Regions from separate parts of the Mus musculus genome. Here region 1 is linked to region 2. A link is a contact called in public HiChIP or PLAC-seq data. All regions are on one chromosome and are shown on one strand. Each heading gives the region's core, a stretch centred on a gene start, on an enhancer-like site or on the middle of the called end of the contact. The rest is flanking DNA. Distances are from core to core; before and after follow the strand shown. Region 1 overlaps C2cd5 (C2 calcium-dependent domain containing 5). Region 2 has its middle 4.9 kb from the start of Gm38919.

Region 1 (7,016 bases), core at 353-2,852, 560 kb after region 2:
CTGCGTCTGTTGCCGTAAAAGGGCTTTAAAGGGCCCCCCTTCTTTTCCAGCACTCCCACTGCCCATTCCTACAGGACAGCAGCACGTAAGGAACAAGCACATAAGTAGACACCGGCAAGCTCAAGTGCACTCATCTTCACAGACAGTGTCAAATACAGAAACTCAGCCACATGTTTAACCTATTTTGCTATGGTAAGTAGCACATGCATTTTACTCTACTATATTAAAACTTTCTTTAAAGTAAGATATCAAAGTTATGGTCACAGCTAGTTTTACAATCAATTTATTCTAATAAAAATATTAAAATAAGGCAACAATTCTTTGATAATATTCAATATTTATAAGTTGATAATTTTAATAAAATAACCAAAAGAATAACTGACTATGCTAACAACTTAAACACATCAAAATATCTGGTAAAATATGGGAAGAAACACACTAACTGCTCAGGTCAAAACTACAGGAAGCTAACGGGCCAATCAGCCTTCAGAATGAAGCTTATTCTCTGCTCATGCTCTCCTCTGAACATGGGATGTGCTCATTAACAAAAATCAACACACATGTGTAAGCACATCACAAATGTACATAGTCATGGATGAAAGAATTCTATTTCCTCACCCTTAGATGTATTTTAAGGCTAATATTACATTTTCCCTAGCATTTGTTGTCGTCATTGTTTTGATAGTAACACAAGGACAAGTATGGCCCACGATCTATGGAGATGGGATGGCTCACACTGGCTCTCAAAGCTAAAGATGCATCCGGTCAAGTTCACTGCAGTGCCTTAGGGAGGAGTTAATCCATGTTTACATTTTTAGCTGTTCTTGGATAAGGAAACAAGGGTTAGCATGTGTGTAGTCCCATTCTGATCTCTGAAAACAAAAGTTTTTCTTACAGTAATCTTAAGGTTTTTAGAGACTACACAATGCTAACTGGAAACAAAACTAAGATCTTTATATGAAGCATATTTAAAATCACAAAATAAAAGGTAAGTTTGCAGTGATAAATAAAGTACCAGAAAACATAGCAGAATAACTTGATTAATGGAATGGAAAGAAAACAAGTGTATAATAAAAGAATAGCACCAAAATGAGACTTAAACTGGTTCAAACAGAATAATTTTCTCATGTAGCCTTCTGGTTTAGCAACAGGATGGCACAGGTCGGATGTGGATGGAGCAGGTATGGAGAGAGGGGAACAGAGCATCTACAAGGACACTGAGTGAGACCTCGGTCCTGAGAGTGACAGCAAACATCCACAGCCACATCCTGACACATAATCTTTGTTAAACAGAAAACTCAGTGACTACTGATAATAGCCATCAAGTAAGCGTCAGTGACATATGTGTGGTTCTGATTAACTGTCAGTGAAATCACTCACACACATAAAGCACACAGTCATTCTCTATGGCATAAAATAACATGTTTTCAGAGATGATTTAAAACAAAGGGATTATTTAAAAAAAAGCTGACATAATGTGATCCTACCAGAAGCAGCCAGGAACAGCTCTTCACTGAAAGAAACACTTTTCCTCAGAACGGGGCTGACAAGGCTAGAGTGATGAGGGGTAAGGCTAGATTCCGAGAGGAGGCGGGACTTAAGGTGAAAGGAACCACAAGAGAGGGGGGTGGAGCTGGGACACAGGTAGATCCCCGGCCCCTGTGGGTAAGGTGCTGTGGAGGAAAGTAGCAAAGATGTAGGTTCAGAAGATGATCAGAAATGCAGGAGAAGGAACGCAGTGAGAGCAAACATAACAATCAAATGGATTCAAATGCAGACAAACCCACACTGAGTGAGCCAGAGCTCAGGTACCCACCCACCCGCCAGAGCCCTAGCCAACATGCAAACCAAGGACACCTTCAAAATGAACAAAGCCCTTCAAACTCTGCAAGCACTGAAAAACTTTAAATCATTAGCAAGACTTTATGCATTCCATCACTTTTGACTGACTTCTTCAAATACTTAAATTGCCCACCAATTGATTTTGGTTGGTTGGCTGGCTGACTGTATTTAAGAACTTGTATGGCTGAAAACCACCACTCTCCGTATGGTAAGAAACTTGTGGCTTCAATCCAAAACACTGATTTAAAGTAGTAAATTTTGGTACCTTAAAATGTTACTAGCTATGATACTGCATATATTTGTGCTAATGGGATACTCATTTAAAAAATAATCATAGAGTAATGTATTATGAATTCCAAGCTAGGTTTTTACTCTCCAGTTTTGATGTATACATTAATCCTTTCATCTTACCTCTAAAATGTCTCATACTTTAATGTGATCATATCACTATTTACAGATATTTGCACATAAAGGTCAAATACCCTGTGTATTGTAAGAAATATATACAGCCACCCTGCCTAAGAAAGTAAAATCTACCCAAATCAAGTGTGTAAATCTCTGCTATATACCTATTACAGCATTCAAAAATTCCACTCCTATTAGTTGAGAAATTGGGGAAAACATTTTTAAAATCTCATTTTTTAAAATGTTATAAATTAGATTCTAATAAAGTAAAAAAAAATTAAGAAAACTAACCCAAAAAATGCATTATAAACAGAAAAATAACTTTCTCAGACCACCCTTTATTCTGCTCTATTTCTGACGTCTCGGTTTATAAATAGTAAGTCAATCATAATCGACTTGTACTGCTTCTCAGAAGCCGGACAGAGACAGGAAAGGATGCTCACTGAGTCTCAGCTTACGAGGTAACAAAACTGAGAGGTGGCAAGCCCCTCCAGACCGCGCAAAGGTGGCGAGGGTCTCAACAAGCTACTAAGGTGGGAAAACAAAACAAAACAATCAGAGTCAGCTTACAGGTATATAAATGAGGTTTTAAGAACCAGTACTACAGAAGTCCTTGCTAGCACATCTGATGCCAGTCAGAAAGCTTCCATTGCTGATGCCTGTACAATCTTTAGGTTTGTCCTTTTGTAAGAATTAAGAAACAAAAAAGCCAAAAAAAAAAAAAAAAACCCCGCTTTCTAAACGTTATCTGTGGTACGACAAGAACATAATCAGTGAGCATTATTGAAAAGCAGCTTAGAAGCCAGTGAGCAGACCAAAGCCTCACAGCTCCAGTCACATCTCCTTGTTTATAAGAGCACACCCAGAGTCCCAGCTATACTGGGCCTGGGCCGACTCCTGCTCACAAGGCAGAGACCAGCCTCCGCAACTTAATAAGATCTGGTCTCTAAGTACCCAGGAGCTGAGGAGGAGGCTGGCTGAGGTGGAGTGCTTGTCCAGCATGCACCATGAGCTGGGTTTCATCTCCAGCCTACAGAAAAGGTGCAGAGGAGAAGGTCCCATCCCAAGCCTACCTTGTTCTCAGTGGCATGAACATTACGGCTAGTCGCTTACTCCTTTTTTTTTTTTTTTTTTAAATTTCATCGCAATTTCAATGGCTCAATTTTTATGGCACAAAGAAGTTAAAATACCACATTCCAAAGCATCCATTACTATAAAATGCTATCTTTTTTTTTTGTTTTGTTTTGTTTTTGTTTTTTCGAGACAGGGTTTCTCTGGTTGTCCTGGAACACACTTTGTAGACCAGGCTGGCCTCGAACTCAGAGATCCGCCGCCTGCCTCTGCCTCCTGAGTGCTGGGATTAAAGGCGTGCGCTGCCACACCTGGCTGAGCGTGAAGAACAAGAGTAAAGAGGCTTTAGCAGTACTTTTTAATTGTTACTCATAATTATATACAGTACAGCTTCAGCATCTGTAGGGAATGCTGCTGAGGCCACCATGACCAGCACCGCAGGAACAAAATTCACAAATACAGAATGCAGTGCGCTCTGCAAATAGCCTTCGCATAGCCTCCTCCTATTTTAAATCGTCTTTGTACTGCTTATAATACCTAACACAATGCACATGCTAACCCCAAAGCGGCTCTCATGCGTCGTCATCTAGGCCAGACGGAAGCAGGAAACTCTGCCTGCACGGGGACAGATACAGTGCTTTCCCAAGGGTTCCTGATCTGCACTTGGCTTCTTAGGTTAAGGCTGAGCATACTTAAAAAAATAAAGTAGCTGTCAAAATCAATGATGTTAGAGAGGGATGACAGGGATGGTAATAAAAACACAGGAATGGGTGTTTATAGTGTTTATTCTGTGATCAATTTTATTTTTAAAAAAGGAAAAAATTAAGTTTATAATAAGATTTTGTTTTGATTGTTTTCAAAAAATCTGGATCCATTTTATAAATTCTTCTAACACTAAAACATTAAAGGTTATTAAAGATGACAAATTCAAAATAATACAAATAAAAACAGTTTAGTCAATCTGATAGGAAAACTATTTCTAGTACTTAAAGTACTAAAAATAGTAAATCTTTACATTTTCAATCGTTCTTTAAAATTTTATTTAAGGGCTGGAGAGATGGCTCAGCGGTTAAGAACACTGACTGCTCTTCTGAAGGTCCTGAGTTCAAATCCCAGCAACCACATGGTGACTCACAACCATACATACATAATGAGATCTGATGCCCTTTTCTGGGGTGTCTGAAGACAGCTACAGTGTACTTACATATAATAAATAAATAAATCTTTAAAAAATTTTTTTTGTTTAAATAAATTGAATTCTCTCATGAAGCCAATTTAATATTTTATCAACTTCTTATCAAAAAACACTAACAAAAACCCAGAAACCACTCACAATGCAAAAAGAAAGGGATAACTATAAATTTAATAAATTGAAAAATATCCAAGGGTGAGAAAATTTAAACTGCAGTTTCAACCTGGAGAGCAAGAGTAAGGAGCAAAGCCAAGCAGCCTAATCGCACAAACTTCATATCAAGCATGACTAAAACAGCTAAAACGTCGCTCTCCAAGCAAAATAATTCTTCTATAAAAATCATCTAAGAACTGAAGTGATCAGTATTTATATTACCTTTTAAGTTAGCATGTAAACAAATGTAAAAAATAGATATGACCAATATCACTTCCTCTTTGATTTTTTTTCTGTTTTCTAGTTAAACTCAAGGTAATACTCTACACTGAACCTTCAGCCTTCAGCCAAAAAGCAGATGAGCGAAGCCTACACTGCTATACAGCCACTCCAGTTCTGAACTAGCCCCATAATAAAAATAAAGAACTAAATGCTGAAATGGAAATGAATAAGAAATAAATTAGTCATATGCTTAAGAGGAATTATGGTTCAAAACTGCAATTTGGTTGCAGACCTCTAGAGTTACTATGCAAATGTTTTATTTTAAAGTGGCATTCCTCTTTACTTCAACATGAAATGAAGAATGTCAATACCCAAACAAAACTCTCAACTTAATATTGACAATAATTAAATCAATTAAAATGTCACTCTCCAAACAAAAAAACCAATTAGCTTTAATAACTGAGATTATCAGTGGTCACATTAACTTAAATGCAGCAACAGGAGGAAAGGTTTGGTGTGCGGCTCACAAGGAACAGAAACAAGTTCTTACGAGGAAACACAAAAGGTGGGTGGGAGCGCCTTACCAGTCTTGGGTGTCAAACTCAAATCTGTGTCAGAAGAAGAGGACTGCCGACTGTAGGACTTGGAAGGTGAAAAGGAATAAGTTTGGTTTTTCAGAGGGGTTGAGGGTCCTGATGAGTGAGTATTGGGGTTGGGATCCTCATTGAAGGGAATCCTGCCAGAAGAAGGTGGAGACATATTAAGCAATCATGTGCCAAAGGGCTTGACAGTTGGCAGCATGACGAAACATCAGGAAGAACTGGGGTGGGGCCGGCAGTCATTTCTTAAGTGTGGAGCTGGGAACCAGGCCAACGACAAAGAATGCTGTCTAACCATTCATCATTCTCCAGATAAATGTTATCTGCGTTGAAACAGTTAATAAGCCAAAGTGGGAAAGCAAAGAAGCATGAAATGGTAGACTAATGGGGATTAAAAATATATATATTAAAAAGAGAAACAAAACAAATAAATAATGACAAAATATTTCAAATAAATGTTTTTGTAAGTTACAAACGAAAATGATGGCCACAAATGGTGTGTGGAAATATCTGTAACTATCTCCATATTTACACACACATAAGTATCTCTGAAAGAAAAACTGTTTCCTTATCCTATAGCATCAGCGTGCTACAGCTAAAAACACAGCGAAGAGAACAATAAGTAGAACTTTTGAAACACTGCATTTGATGCAAACAGTTGCTTACCTGTTTTTCCCATAGCCCTCTTCCACAGAATCAAACAGACCCTATCATCTCAAAACCCTGCAGACTTGGTTCATAAAAGAAAATAAACAAACCAAAGTGGTGGTGTCTACTTCACTTTGAAGTGTATTAATTTCTATTCTAAACAACACAGAACTGTTCATAAGAATACATTTGGAGAGCTCTCTGAATGCAATACACAATCATGGGGCTCTGACAGGATCTGTAGAGAGACTCTAGAAGCTGAAAACACACCTTCACTTCCACAGTCAGAGCCTTTGTGTCAGCCTAACAGAAGTTCTTCATTGAAGCTGGATTAGAAGTAAGAAAGGGAAGAAGCAAAGACTATGGTACCTGCCTACACTACCTGCCTGCCTGCCTCTGCAGCCACTGAGCCTGTGGCCTGCCTCTCCCCAGCTCTGGCGTCTGAGCAGTCTCGTACCAGTATAGATGAGAGTGGGAACAGACACAGAGAAGTTCTGAGTGAGTCGTGAGCCAGTAGCAGTGTGAATTGGGCTGTTGTGAGTCGAGCGGCATCCATGGCTTGGAGGATGAACCAGCGGAGACCTGAAGGAATTTGTGGTCAAAGTGGAAGAAAAGAAAACAATACATACAACAGATTGCAAAAAGCTATGTTAAAATTATTTCAAAGGAGCTTTTTTTGTTAAGGAAGAAAATTTATTTTTTAATCCCTAGCATGCAAAAAGTTGAAATTAAAAGAGAACAGCTAATAATTAATGTGTTAAGATATACAATTTTAAAGAATTAAATTAGTAAATCAACAACTGTCAATAAGAAAAACAGCAAGCGTAATTGTCAATGGAACTAAGAAAGACTACTAAGACTTGATTTTTATGGTTGTTTTTTTT
Region 2 (7,595 bases), core at 1,175-3,674:
TATGTAGGAGTAGTGCTGCAGGGACCAAGACACACAAGACAGGATGCCTGCTAATGGCAATGTGCACACTGCTAGAGGGTTGCAAACATCAGCAAGTGATCACGCAGAATGTGCTCCTGAGCGGGCGAGGTGGCTCGTGCCCTTAGTCCCCCGAACTCGGGAGGCAGAGACAGACAACAGGCAGGTCTCTGAGTTCAAGGCCAATTTGGTCTAGAAACGGAGTTCTAGGTCAGCCAGGCCTACACAGAGAAACACCAGCTTTAATGGGAGGGAGAGAGGGAGGGAGAGAGGGAGAGAGAGAGTGTGTGTGTGTGTGGATCATGGCATAGCTGCTCTGTGCACTAAGTAGGATTCAGGAAGCGCAGGGTTGCAGGGTGTAGGGCTGGGGGGCTCACCACCTCTACAAGGACTGCCTGGTGGGGTTTTTGTTTGTTTGTTTTTTTGGTTTTTGGTTTTGTTTGTTTGGTTTTTCTTTTGTATCTTAAAAAGGTCATCTCCCGTTGTCAGGGTGTCATGTTTTTGAACCAGAGCAAGTGAACTGTAGAACAGAAAAGGACGCTTTAGAGACGATCGACTCTGATTACATACCCAGTCTTAGAGAATAGCTGCCAGTTGTTTTTATTGTTTGAATGAAAGGTGTGGAAGCTGACAGGGTTCTCACTGATCCCAGAGCCTGAGCAGGGGCGGAGGAGGGGGAGGATGAACTGAGGGGTTATTATAGGATACAATCTAACATATTCCTGAGGGAGTTATCACAGGATACAATCTAACATACTCCTGAGAGAGTTATCACAGGATACAATCTAACATACTCCTGAGGGAGTTATCACAGGATACAATCTAACATACTGCAAATTAGAACTCAAGGTTAGAACCTTCAGTTCTCCCTGGATTTCTCTTTCTTAATCCAGGGTGTCCCACACAATCACCTTGTACCCTAGACTCTTTTAGGGGAACCCCAGGCAATCGTCGAGAGGAGTACTGAGTGTTTAATGTCTCAAAGGAACTGTTTTTAGATTCTTATTGTCTAGTCATTTCTTGTGAAGGTTTAATATGAGCTGATCTTTTTGTGGAATCATTAACTATATTTTTTAGAAAGGAGGTATTTATAGTGTGAATGAGATCAGAAGTTTTGAATTGACTCATGATATTACCAAGCCGTTGGGGTCAAAACCTGGGCTGTGGCAGCCCTAATATATTAAGTAAGAATACCTGTTCTTTACTGACCAATTAGAGAAGCAATTAAGCCTGGCAATTAAAGCAGAGAAAAGGTACTTTCCAAAGGCACCACACTGGGAAGAAGGACAAAGAAAGAAAATTCCAATTCCTTTCCTTGCTCCCTCTCCCTCCAACCCCCATTGTTTCCATGGTCTGATGACCAAAGAGAGGTGCATGCTTGTCTTCCCTGAGATCATGATCAGTCCTTTGAGGACAAGAGGTCAGGTCACACTGAGGCTCTAGCTGGATGTAGACTGGTTTGTGCTATGCTCTAGAGCAGATTTCAGCTTTCCTAATGCTGTGCCCCTTTAATACAGCTCCTCGTGTTGCGGGGACCCCCCCCCAACCATAAAATCGTTTCCTTACTACTTCACAGCTGTAATTTTGCTGTTAGGAACTGTAATGTAAATACCTGTGCTTTCCATTGGTCATGTCAACCCTAAAGGGGTTGCAACCCATAGATTGAGAACTCCATAGTGCTAGAGCAGCCACAGCTTAGAAGTGATGCTGTTGGTGACACATTCCTGGACTGAAGTCCACCAGTGTGCCTCTGACTTGCATTTCCCTTTCCTAAGGGGCTGAAAGCAGCAGACATGTCTTTAGTGAAGATTGACCCTTTAGTGGAAAAACCTGTGTGGTAATTGCATCCTAAAGTCTGCTCTCTTCTTAGGGAAAAAAAAAAAAAGAACCTTTATTTAGTTTTATTTTTTAATTAGCAGGGCTAGGAACAGAATCAGGGCTTTCCGGGCACTAGATTGTGGACCCCTGTCCTCTAAACAAAAGATCCATTTTCACTTTAGTCAGACTGACCTCCCTCCCCCAAAAGGAGAGCCTTTTGACCTTCTATTCCAAAGGAGGAGGTCTGTGCGCCCCTTGCCCTCCCCCAGCTGTATTTAATTCGGTTCCATCTGCACCTGGTCTTTGGAAGGGTAAGTGAAGGAGAGATGGTGAGGCTTGGCCAAGGTCAGAACTTCCCATGCAGCTGCGAGGCTTTTCTCTGTGATGCAGCTGTTTGGGGGTAGCTCCCATTCCCACAAGACCCACCCCACCCCCACCATTCATGCTTTTGTAAGTAAACTCAGGAGTTACAAGCCGGACCCGGTGGGTCATTCCTTTGGTGGTTTGTTGGTGCTTGATCTGGGGTGAACGCGTGTTTGTTTCCTCTTGAAACAAGTCTGGCATTCCTGTCCTCCTAGAGAGAGTCCTGAAGGAGTGAGTCACCCACCAGGCAAGAGGTCTTGGTTTTTCTCGAAGGTGAACTTCCAAACAGGTGCTCTCCTGCAGAGCTGATGGAAATCAACTTTCCCAAGCTCACAGGGCGTCCAGGGTAGTTCCAGTGACCGGAAGTCCGGGGCACTCTTCCGACTTCCATGATTAAGGAGTTCATTGGGTGTAGGTCCTGTCTTCGTCTACACTGCACATCCCCAGACACATAAGCCGACAAGCATGACAGGTTGTTCTCCAGATGGAGAACAGTTTTTGTGGTGTTGTTGCTGCTGCTGCTGTTTTTCTTCCTAGCCTCATCTGAGTCCAGTTTCATTACTCTCTGACCCTATTCAGTATTAATGCTTTATTTTGGCCAATCTGTCAAAAAATTTTTGTTCCTAACATAAATAACCGTGATGATTCATAGAGACATAGCCTTTGCTATAGATAGACATATATAGATACAAATAGATACATGTATCAACAACAGAAAGTTTTTTAAAGGTATAAATGTGTGTGTATGTGTGTTGTTGGTGGTGGTCTTTCACATTGGCCAAGTACTTTGTGTTGTCTATATTTTGTGCCTCTCCATTGTTAAGACTGACACTGGTACCCTAGGGCAAACCTACAGACTTTATACAGATTTCTCGTTTTATGTGTATGAGATTTACTGAAATAGTTTTCTTATACTGAACATTTTCTTTTTGCAATGGACACAGCATAATTTCTAGGTAAAAATAAACATAAAAAATGTTTAAAATATAAAATCTATCCCCCTTCCCCCTTTCTCCTTTCTTTTCCCTCCCCTTCTTCTGCTCTTTTCTCTTTCTCAGTCCTCCCCTCCTCCTCCTCCTCCCCCCTCCTCCTCCCCCTCCTCCTCCTTCCCCCCTCCTCCTCCCCCTCCTCCTCCTGCCCCTCCCCAATGTGGTTTAAGAAGCACCTCCTAATAAGCTCCTGACTTCTCTTTGTAGGTGCTTTTGAATAGACTTGGCAGAAGATTACAAACTCCTGTTAAGCTCAGGTGGGTGATTTGCATATCAGAGCAACCTGAGACAGGTGTCTCCTAGGTGAGTGTCCCAGCAGCCAGGAGGAGGAAAGGCCAAGTTGCGGAGTCAGAGTCATTCACACTTACAAATGCACCAAGGTGAGGGGCAGTAACAGGACAGAGCACAAGCTGCATGACGCCCCAGGTGTGAGCCCAGCACTGCATAAACAAGGCGTGGTAGTGCACACTTGTAACCCCAGCCTTCAGGGCAGGAGGCAAACAGATCAGACATCCAAGGTGAGCCTTAGCTACATGGCAAATCTGAGGCCACCCTAGGTTATAAGGGGCCCTGTTGTTGTTGTTGTTGCTGTTGTTGTTGTTGTTGAAGAAACAATCCTGCATCAGTTGCTTCTCTATTCCCACATCCTCAGCATCCATTGATGGATCCTATGTTCACCTCTCACTTTATTAGTAAAACTTTTTTGTTCCTTGCTTCCCAGCATCCTGAGGGCTGCCCTTCTGGCGCATTCCTATATGAAAGCAGCAGGGTACAGAATTAGGACCTACTTTGATGTTGAAATCGATCACCATAAACTCCCCCCTTATCCTTCCTGGTTTGGGTGTGAGCTCTTCCAGCATCTGCCAGGATTCACTGTACAACCGGCATCTCACCCCCTCTATCCGTGCTGTGTGGGCTGCTGCCCATAACTTTGGCATCAACAACCTATTACCCTTGATTTCCACCTCCTGCCCAGACCCCTCTCCTAAGCCCGAGGTCTCTATTTCCAGCACCTCCTGGGCAAATCTGCCTGGAAACCTTATAGATACTCTACACTTAGCATGCCAGTGGCCACCCAGCAAACTTCCTTTTGGCAGTTGTCAAGGGCTAATAATACCTCAGTCATAGGCAAATAGTTTATCTTGAATATATATGTATATGTGTGTGAATATATGTATATATATATATATATATGTATATTTATGTACACATATAATACTTAAATTATAATATAATTTATATATTATAATTTAAGTATTATATTAAATTTGGGGGAGCTATGGAGATGGCTCAGCAGTTAAGAGCATTTCCAACTCTTGCAGATGTCCTGGGTTCAGTTCCCAGCACCCATGTGGCCCCTCATGATCACCTGTAGTTCCAGTTCCAGGGGTATCGATTTCTCTTCTGACCATCAGGAGCTGTGTGTATATGGTGCACATATATACACTTGGGCATGCACACACTCATGCATATAAGATTAAATAAAATTTAAACAATATTAAATATTAAAAGTTTAAGATGCCTCCACTCCCCAGGAAAACCTTGCAATTGGGACAATGGCTTGAAGGGGAGAACTGAGCAACTGGGGCTGGGGGGTTGGGGTGGGAGTGGAGGGTGGGATGGGATGGGGGTGGGGGTTACTGCTTTCCATTGTATTATCTCCATAGTTTTTAAGTTTTACACACATGCCTATTTAAAGAATAATAATTAAAAGTAATGAAGAGTTGAAATTACTGTGTGTGAAGGTATATGTATGCTCATGTATTTGTGTGTGGGGGGTATGTGCATGTGTGTGTATGAGCATGTGTGTATATATGTGTATGTGTGTTTGCAGAGGATACGTTCAGGAGCTGGCCCTCTCCCTCCAAGTGAGTCCTGATGACAGAGTTCAGGTGTTCAGGCATGACAAAGGCCAAGTGCCTTCATCTGCTGAATCATCTCACTGGCCCTGAAAACTCATTATAAAAATTCAGAATTTATGAAAACCACTTGAGTACTCCGGTGTACTCGGCCATATGGGATGTGTCTTCCTGTTCCTTTATTTATTCATAGGCATTGGCCCCTCCTTAACAAGACCACTGGGTACTGTGGGATTGCTCCAAGTTCAAGGGTTTCTAACTAAGCTCCCTGAATACACACCCACTGAATGTACATGTCCTGTGTATGTGTGTGCGTATTCACACTTGCACAGAGGGAGTTCATTTTTGTCATTTTTGGATGCCAGACACTGTTTAGATACAAAGAGTCAGAGTTTCCATGCTCAGGTTACTTTGAGTCCACAGTCCCAGGAATCCATATGCTAATGAGCCAGGCTATCTTAGGCATCGAATTGAGCTTGTGAACAGGGAGAGTGTAGGCAGCCAGAGCAGCTTTTGCCTATGAGATTGACTTGAATTAGAAAGGAGAGGAAAAGAGATGAACAGGAACGAAGCAAACATCTCGAGCGCGCCCCCAACTGGCCAGCAAGAACGACGCCGCTACAGGATCCTTCTGCACACGTTTATTCAGTCCTGTTTCTTCTTTCTCTATATCTCCCCTGTTTATATCTCTCCCTTGTTTATATATCTTCCCCCTAATAGTAATCCTCTCTCGAATAATAATCCTCCCTCTAACCCGGGCCTCTCACTCTTTTATACTCTCAGTTCCCATCCACGCACAGCAGGCCACGCCACCTCACCAGGTACGCAGCTTCAGCTAATCAGGGCAGCAGGGGCATATCTCCATCAAAATGGATTCACCTGTATCCTGGTACACCTGCGCAGCTCTCAAGATGTTTGTGGTTTATATGAGGAAGTCAGGTGCAAGTCATACGACTTAGCTGCAGTCCCTGGCGCCTTTGGGACTGCCACCACACCCGCTCCCCACACAAACAGAATCCTGAATGGCGGGCATGAGCCAGGCTAAAAGGGCAGAGCACAGGCAGGGAAGCCAAGGGTGACTTGAGGTACAGATCGCAGATCGTGTGTGCATGCACGTGTGTGCCTATGTGTGTGTGCATGTACAAGTGTGTGCATGTGTGTATGTGCAAGTGTGTGCATGTATGTGTATGCATGTGCAAGTGTGTGCATGTGTGTGTGTATGTACCAGTGTGTGCATATGTGTGTGTGCATGTGCAAGTGTGTGCCCATATGTGTATGTATGTGCAAGCATGTGCATGTATATGTGTGCATGTGCCAGTGTGTATGTGGAAGTGTGTGCATGTGTGTGTGTATACTTGCTTAAACTAAGGAATGTCTTCTTGTATTCCAGTGTTCCATATTTCCTGAAAGATGTAGCTTATCACTTTTTTTCCAAATTCATAGCAAGCTTTATTAAATATGAAGTACTGACAAAGACTTAGGCTTTGATCAGGACCATTCCCTGGACCTTCCCAACTAACACTGGGATGTAGCTTATCTTTACACGCCTAAGTTCATACCCCCTGAAGTACTGCAACTGACCTTGCTCACCTCCCTGACTTCTACACATGTGTGCCTTTTTTAAACAAAGGGAATGCAGCCATGTCATCAGGGCTCCCCTGCCCTCTCTCACACACATGTGCACATACACTCAAGATGCAGAGAGTTCTGTATAACTGATTGTGCTGTGTGAGCTCTTAGACACACAGTCCAGCCATTCCCAGACACTGGCCATCAGCGGACGGACAGAGGGAACCTCATTTCACCCATCTGAATACATTTCTGGAGGCTCCTGATTGTTTAGGTCTCTCTGGGGGCAGATTATACCCAGTAGATACTGCATTAATCCATCCCATCCTTGGCTTTGTGGTCACAGAGCTATATGGGCCCAGGGAAACCCTCTGTTGTGTTTTAGATGAGGTCTCTTGCAGCCTTGTCTGGTCTTGAACTCACCATGTAGTCAGGGATGTGATTCGGATTCGGATTCTGAGTTTCACCTTCCACGGGCTGCGGCTACAGGTGTGGGTCACTACTCTCTGTCCTCGCACTAGACCAGGAGAACCCCAGAAGTTCAAACATTTCCCAGACCTTTTCACGGGCAGTCAGATGTGGCTTGTACACAGCCAGCCTGTTAGCATCCTTTAAAAGTGCCCGAGTAACCCTGAGGAAGAAGATGGTGCTGGACAGGTTAGGTCAGAGTTTCATTTCCCTCATGTCATTCATGTCATTTGTTCCATTGCCATTTTCACGATTAAGGTTTGTTTGTGAATGGGGGAGAGTTACTGAACCTTTCCTTAGAGGAGAACTGGGGTTTACTAACATGATGCACACACAGGAAAGGAGGAAGAGGAATGGCTTATTGGAGGCAAATGATAAGAATGAGCACCTCATTAATTGATGTTATTTATACCTTAAGACTCTGGCTAATGTGAGTTCGCTCACTCTGCTTCCTGTTCAGATGTTGCTTTCAGTGCTGTGCCTGCTGCCTGCTGCCTGCTGCCTGCTGCCT

Evidence for each region. HiChIP or PLAC-seq counts read pairs in DNA pulled down with a chosen protein or histone mark.
Region 1: an H3K27ac HiChIP or PLAC-seq map of embryonic stem cells shows a contact between it and region 2, with 2.4 times the contacts expected there. The contact joins two enhancer-like sites. A contact is called at or near these places in 1 of 39 promoter capture datasets (embryonic stem cells) and 3 of 115 datasets of contacts at active chromatin or transcription factors (bone marrow-derived macrophages and embryonic stem cells).

What each region holds. Positions count from the first base shown.
Region 1 is chr6:143,067,074-143,074,089 of GRCm38.p6, forward strand. It overlaps C2cd5 (C2 calcium-dependent domain containing 5), which reads right to left. Exons shown (of 29, transcript NM_001362113.1): 8 at 6,590-6,714; 9 at 1-68. Among named protein-coding and RNA genes, the nearest start is that of C2cd5, 30 kb to the right of the region's middle. Within about 2 kb of position 1,603, at least 39 of the 459 cell types and tissues checked have an H3K27ac peak or open chromatin away from gene starts, as enhancers often do. A contact at or near this core is called in embryonic stem cells, where this site is marked.
Region 2 is chr6:142,509,512-142,517,106 of GRCm38.p6, forward strand. No RefSeq gene overlaps it. Among named protein-coding and RNA genes, the nearest start is that of Gm38919, 4.9 kb to the right of the region's middle. Within about 2 kb of position 2,425, at least 11 of the 459 cell types and tissues checked have an H3K27ac peak or open chromatin away from gene starts, as enhancers often do. A contact at or near this core is called in embryonic stem cells, where this site is marked.